Linked DNA regions of Mus musculus: region 1 is linked to region 2. The links are chromatin contacts, called in public Hi-C maps. All regions are on one chromosome and are shown on one strand. Each heading gives the region's core, a stretch centred on a gene start, on an enhancer-like site or on the middle of the called end of the contact. The rest is flanking DNA. Distances are from core to core; before and after follow the strand shown.

Evidence for each region. Hi-C and Micro-C count contacts between places; a contact is called where the count stands out from the background.
Region 1: a Hi-C map of B cells shows a contact between it and region 2, with 5 read pairs. The contact joins the promoter of Zmynd12 here to the enhancer-like site in region 2. A contact is called at or near these places in 2 of 39 promoter capture datasets (liver and pre-B cells), 1 of 484 Hi-C or Micro-C datasets (B cells), 1 of 115 datasets of contacts at active chromatin or transcription factors (bone marrow-derived macrophages) and 1 of 9 other capture datasets (liver).

Annotation. Positions count from the first base shown.
Region 1 is chr4:119,421,387-119,424,938 of GRCm38.p6, reverse strand. Zmynd12 (zinc finger, MYND domain containing 12) reads right to left here and starts at 2,255. Exons shown (of 8, transcript NM_001014900.2): 1 at 1,944-2,255. The coding sequence starts at 2,053. Ppcs (phosphopantothenoylcysteine synthetase) reads left to right here and starts at 2,519. Exons shown (of 3, transcript NM_026494.4): 1 at 2,519-3,093; 2 at 3,256-3,359. The coding sequence starts at 2,586.
Region 2 is chr4:119,000,976-119,004,470 of GRCm38.p6, reverse strand. No RefSeq gene overlaps it. Among named protein-coding and RNA genes, the nearest start is that of Gm12865, 4.7 kb to the right of the region's middle. Within about 2 kb of position 1,795, at least 21 of the 459 cell types and tissues checked have an H3K27ac peak or open chromatin away from gene starts, as enhancers often do. A contact at or near this core is called in B cells, where this site is marked.

The sequences.
Region 1 (3,552 bases), core at 1,006-3,505, 420 kb before region 2:
AGCTGAGGCAGGAAATAGGGAGGTAAAAGTTCTGATACAGATAGAGGATTTTTGGGATAGTCAGGAGCGAGAAGGAGATTCGCCCAGGAATGCTGATGGAGACAGAAGCATCAAACTGAAGAAGAGGTAACTTGCCATGTGGCACTCATAGGATGAATGAATAGGATTTTTGGGATACATGATGGTTGGGGAACAAAGCTAAAGATAATTCAGTCTGAGTCGCTATTTCTGGGAACAAAAAGGTGGTAAAGCCTGGGCTACAGAGAACTCACTCCTGAAAGCTGTCCTTTGATCTGTGCTCTCTCTCTCTCTCTCTCTCTCTCTCTCTCTCTCTCTCACACACACCAATACAATTAAATAAATAAATGTCCTGTTTTTAAAAGATCTATCACCTTGGAACATATTCACAATTCATAGTTTATACCATAAATATACAGAAGAAAATAGAAGAAATTCCACAAAAATGTCAGGCTGTTTTACTGAGCACTGGGATGCTGAACTCCAGCCCATGCTCACTTGCCAAGAATGAGGACGGCTGTATCACGTAGGACATGGAGGAAGGGCACCTGGAACAGTCTGAGAAGGGGAGGATCCTGTGATCTAACGAGAAGGCAGGGTCTGCCTTCCCCTGTCCCACACTGCTGCTGCCTGCCATCGTGACCCTCCCCTGTCCCACACTGCTGCTGCCTGCAGGAAGAAATGCATCTTACAAATACATATTATTTATGCAGTATAAATGCAGGTTGTGAGTTATTCACCGAATCCCTGTGTGGAAATCACTGGCTGGGACTCACGCAGCTTTCTTTCCCATTTAGGTTTCAGCCAAGGTCTTTCACTCTTTAACCAAACCAGTGCTGTATGGCTGGAACGGCCCACCCTTCTTCTGTGTCTTCACATAGCAAGCCCGTACTGGCCTCTCAATACTCAAATCTTATTTCAAAGAAACCTTTTTTAGATACTGCCCCAGTCACCATGTTACCCTCCTCAGAAGTCTCAGGGCTCAGGAGTGACAGAACTTAGCATGTAAAATGAAAAATAAGGCTTTAAAAAAACCACACACACACACAAGTCATTTGGCTATGAGTTAAGTTTGGAAGGTCAGTATCCTAGTTTTGTGAGGCCCAAAATAGAGTCTAGGGCAGGGGATGTGACTTAGTTGGTAGTTTGTCTAGTATGCACGGTGCCTTGAGTTCTCTCTCTAGTACTACACAAACCAGGCATGGCAACACATACTTGCAACTCCGGCCCTTGAGGGGTGTGGGTACGATGTTCAAAAGTTCAATTCTTAGCTTACATAGTGAGTTTGAGACCAACTACATGAAACTCTCTTATAAAAAAGGATGGGGATGGTGTTAATGCGAATACATTTAAACCCCTCGCATCTTGAATTACTACCTCTCCTACATTCAAACTCCCTTAGCTGTGCACTGGCCAATAGTCTTTCTTCTAGTCCTGAAGAACACGTCTTCCCTACTTAAGAACCCTACCTGTGCCTTTGTAGGGCAAGAACACCGGCTCTTTAGCTCCTTAACTTCAGACCAATCGTCTACTCTGAGAGAAGCTGTCTGCCCAATTTCTCCTCCCATTTCCTTTGACTTGCCATTTCTCCCTGAAATTATCATTTGTCTACTTCTCTGTCTTCAGAGTTCTCCTTGAGCTTTGAGAGGAGAGATCTACAGAAATGGCCCCATTATGTTCAGCACCAGGAAGGGTTTGCAACACAGTAACAGTAGGAGCCCCGCAAAACATCAGGCAAAAAACCCAGCAGAGCCGGAGAAGACGCAGAGGAAGCCACAGAAGTCTTAGACACGCGTCTTCAAGCCTGCTCTGGACTTGTGGGGTCCCTGGCAGGAAAGGCCACAAAGGACAGACACACGAGGCCAGACCCGTGTTGGGAGACAGGGAGGGAGCAGAGGCACCAGGCACCATGTTCCAGGGCCTACCAGTAATAAGTGACTGTACAGGCCGTGCACATCCGCTCGGCCGGGGCTTCGCACACCTCACAGGAGAGCCGGCGCCCCTTGGGCACCGCCAGCGGGTAGATCACGTTCATGGTGCGGCCGGCGGCGTCGGTCTCCAGGACGGTTGCCTGGCTAGCATCCGCAAGGCTGAGGTGTCACGTGACAACCACGGGCCAGCCCGGACGTCGGGATTTCAAGGGCAAGGGGGAGGGGCGGGACTGACTGCGACAATTGGGGAGGGGAGAGCACAAACTCTAAATCTCAAAGGTTAAATAGCCAGAACTTGACTGCCATGTAGCCCGAGCCTGGGGAGAACTATACGGTGGCCGGTATAGGTCAAAAACAACCATTTCGTTTTCCAAACTAGGAAATCCACAGGAAGCATAATTTTTCTGGATTTTCTAGATACGTTCTTCCTCTAGACGCTTCCCGACGGGCTTTCCCAGAACAGGCAAGCATTTCGAGCCTTAGCGAGATCAGGACCTACTGGCGGACATAGGAAAGGGAATGACCATAGTCACTATTTGCGGCTGCGCGCAGCCCAGGTATCCGGAAGGGGGCGTGGCGCCAGCGGCCCGGCGTGCCCGGGCGCTGTGGTTCTACCGTGGGGTGACTACAGTGCAGATGGCGGAAATGGACCTGGTGGCTGAGTTGCCGCGTCCTGCGGGTGCTGCGCGCTGGGCCGAGGTTATGGCTCGCTTTGCGGCCAGGCTGGGCGAGCAGGGCCGGCGGGTGGTGCTGATCACATCTGGAGGCACCAAGGTCCCCCTGGAAGCGCGAGCCGTGCGCTTTCTGGACAACTTCAGTAGCGGGCGACGCGGAGCCGCGTCGGCGGAGGTCTTCCTGGCTGCCGGCTATGGAGTCCTGTTCTTGTACCGAGCGCGCTCGGCCTTCCCCTATGCCCACCGCTTCCCGCCCCAGGCCTGGCTGTCAGCCCTTCGGCCTTCTGGCCCAGCCCAGTCGGGCAAGCTGAGTCTGGAGGCCGAAGAGAATGCGCTCCCGGGCTTTGCTGCAGCATTGCAGAGCTACCAAGAGGCAGCCGCTGCCGGCACCTTTCTGGCTGTAGAGTTTACCACTTTGGCGGATTATCTGCATCTGCTGCAGGCTGCTGCCCTGGCTCTCAGTCCATTAGGTGAATGTTCCAAGGAAATCCAAAGGTTTTCCTGGCTGTAGAGCCGTTCTCCCTAGCCTCTTTTCCCTATTGCTTGCTGCCTACCCCACAGCCAAGGAACCCGAGTTAAAGAAAAGATTCCATGCCCTTCCCCGATTTCTTATACTCCGTTTATCTTCACAGGCTCTTCTGCGATGTTTTACCTGGCCGCGGCAGTGTCAGATTTCTATATTCCTGTCTCCGAAATGCCTGAACACAAGATCCACTCATCTGGTGGCCCACTGCAGGTGATGGGCTCTTCTCTTCCAGAGATCTGACCCCCTCTAACCAATCTTGGGTTACTTTCCTCTTGATCTGGATGGCCTTTCAGCCTTCTGTATGAGCTAGGCACTGGGAATACAGAGATGAATAAGACACTGCCCTCAAGGATCTCACAGTCTAGCGAGGGCCTGGACACCAGCCATAATCACAGATCAGAAT
Region 2 (3,495 bases), core at 546-3,045:
AGTTGTGTGTTTTTGTTTTATACATACTAAGTTAAACTCAAGGTCACTCTGGCCTTTTTGAAACCAGGGAACTTTCCAAGTCACCATGCTGCCACCCTGTGGCATCCTCAGGGGTTACTAATAGGGCCATGGCATTGTGCCCCACAGGATAGATACCCAGTGCTTCCCAACTCCTTCCCCAGGGAGGGGAAGCTTTGACGTATCAGATACAACTAGAAGCAAAAACTTTCACAAAATAGTAGGCTAGTAGGCTATGTGATTTCTGTGGAATGCTGCCCCCCCCCCCCCCCGGCATACGTGTCTCACCAGGGTGTCAGGCATCATTTGCTAGTCCACTCATCAGACATTAGCAGTACGGAGTTCAGCATCAGTTCTGTGTATTGGTGAGGGGTGGGTTTTGATGGGGGCTGGAGAGCGGTGCTGTTCTGTGGAGACAGTGGAACAGTACGCCTCCACTGTTTACTCTGCCAGGTAAACCTTCTCTCAGGCTGGAGCTTCTAGCGAGCGGGGTTCCTGGTTCTCATAATTGTTGGAGAACTTGTTCTTCAGTGAACCAAGGAAGTTTGGGAATTTTTCCTTAACTTAGTGTAGACCATTGTTAAGGTCTCAGCAGATCATTGCAGTAGGCTTTTGAGATAACATACTTTTATATCAAGCTCATATATCTAACCGCTAAATTAAACACAGTCAAAAAATTGTGTTTCTGAATTGAGGAGATGGCTCAGCAAGCAGGTAAGGGGACCAAGCCTGACAACCCGAGTTTGAGCGCTGGAGCCCACATGGCAGAGGGAGGAAACAGACTCTTGCAAATTGTCTTCTGGCTTCTAGTATGTGTGCAGTGACACTTGTAGCCCTAACCCCGAGACAAACAAATAAATAATAAATGTAAAACAAAGTACATTTCTTTCTCCCTGCTACAAACAACATCCTGAGAATCAAATAAATACCCCCCCAGGGTTTTTCTGATACAAATGGGTAAAGTCTGTCCCCTCTGGTGCCCAGTCACACTCCTTAGTCCTCTTTGGATCTTTTGGAACTTGAGTATTGCTGTGTGTCTGGAAGTGTTGGGAGCTGAGCGAGGGTCTGAAGAACAATCAGTCTGCCTGCTCAAGGTGGCTGCCTCACACAAGATAATGATAGGATCAACTGCAGAGGGAGAGGGTGACTTTTTCATTTCTTCTTTTTTCTTTAAATAATTTACCTATTTTTATTCTATGTGCATTGGTGTTTTGCCTGCACATATGTCTGTGTGAGGGTGCCAGATCCCCTGGAGTTACAAAAGACAGACAGTTGTGAGCCACCATGTGGTTGCTGGGATTGAACACAGGACCTCTGGAAGAGCAGCCAGTGCTCTTAACTGCTGAGCTATCTCTCCAGCCACTTTTGGTTTTTGAGACAGGGTCTCTCTTTGTACCCACAACTGTCTTGGAACTTATTATATAGGCCAGGTTAATCTCAGACTCACAGAGATCTGCTTCTATCTCCCCAGTGCTGGGGTTAAAGGCCACCACACCTGCCTTAGCTGGCATCTTCAGGTGGGCAGAAGGGATGTTTTTATTGGTGAAGGAACACTGATATAATTTGGGGGATTGAAAGGGGTTGAAATTTACCCAACATTCCCATTATAATCTTGTAATTCATTGTTTCTTTACCAACAATATGATCTCAATCACACCGAAAAGGAGATTAATTTATATGAAATTTGGTCAACCACAAGAGCAGATTGTGGTTTGGGGTTTTCAGAAATCTAGACTTTGCAGTATAAGGAACCAAGTCCTTTCTAAGCACAGTGGTGCACATCTGTGATCGCAGCCCTTGAGGCAAGGCAGAAAGACTGAGTTTGATGTTAGCCTGGGTTCTGTAGCACTACCTTATCTTTCAAAAGCACCCCCTTAAGACACTGTGTCCTCTTGCATTCTGTCCGTGTGCTTAGTGGGGGCTTGGAGCTCTGACATCCTCATAGGCTTTTGCTAAGTTCTCCAGCACTCCCTGAGGACGCCCGCACATTCCACAGCCCTCACGTTCTTTATTCCCACCATGATGATCTATGACTATAGCTGCTTGGTGTGCGAAAGTCTTGCTTGTCAAAGGTCTTTGGCTGTCATATTTGCAGGTTCTGACGTTGCGTGCTGTGGACTGACACTGTCCTACTTTTCTGACAGGAATAAGGCTATCACCACTTTACAGCACAAGAGCTCTCATTCAGTTCCAGGGCACATCCAATATAGAAGAGCCTGGTTGGAAGCCACGGCGTGCGTTCTGGGAGCAAAGGGTTTAATACAACACTGGAAGCTTCAATGGCCGCAGGAATGAGGGTGTCAGGGTGATGCCCAGAGGCCAGATTTATCTGCCCACCCCAAACTGGAAAACACACGCGGGAAACAACAGTTTCCAGCTGTTAAACACGAGACCACCAGAGTGATTTTGCAGAGCAGGAGTCAGATAGGATGAATCTTTCAATATCTATGCTTAGTGACTGACTGTACACCTGTGGAATGCCAGCGATGTCCCTGAGCTGAGACACAGAGAGAAGACTGAGGGAACTAGAATTTTCGCAGCAGGGTGCCAGAGACAAGAGATCTGCTCAGAAGAATCCTGCCTGCGGAATGTCAGAATGTCCTTTACGGCAGTGTGCTGATGAGTGTGGAGAAATGGGCCAGGATCAGAGCCAACGCTTCCTTAAAGGCAGGGCGTGGAGGGAGGGTGTGTCCTCAGCCAGACAAAGCAGAGAACCTTACAGTTCAGCCTTGCCTCCGCTCCGAATTTGCTACCTACATTCAGACCTTTGTTCTGATCATCCTGATTTCTGGTTCTGTGAAGACAGACTGTTCTCTTTGTACTCCGTGCCTTTGCACATTCTGTTCCTCGTGCCTAGAATGCTTTTTTTTTTTCAGTAGTTATCTGATGTTCAAGAATTTTTGACCCCGGGAAAAAAATTACAAACTGCCCACAAACACAGTCCAAAGGGTGAGCGCTTCTGTGCTTTCCATAGCTCCAAAATATTAGCAGTGCTCGATTTAAATGAGATGTATACAGCAGAGCTTGAGGGCACACACCTTTAATCCCAGCACTTGGGAGGTAGAAGCAGGTTGATCTCTGTGAGTTCAAGGCCAGCTTGGTCTACAGAGTGGGTTTCAGGACAGCCAAGGCTATACAGAGAAACCTTGTGTTAAACCAAGCCAAACCAAACCAAACCAAACCAAACCAAACCAAACCAAACCAAACCAAACCAAACCAAACCATGAGATGTACTATCAAGGCTCTGTTGAACCTACCCATTTAAAATCCTTTTAAAGCCAAGCTTTTCAAGTCCTCTGTACTCCCTGCACATATGTAGCAGATGTGCAGCTTCATCTTCATGCGGGTCCCCAACAACTGGAGCTGGGGCTTACACTGACTCTGTTGCCTGCCCATGGATCCTGTTCCCCAACTGGGCTGCCTTGTCTGGTCTCAGTGGGAGAGGATGTCTCTAGCCTTGTAGTGACTTGAGGTTCG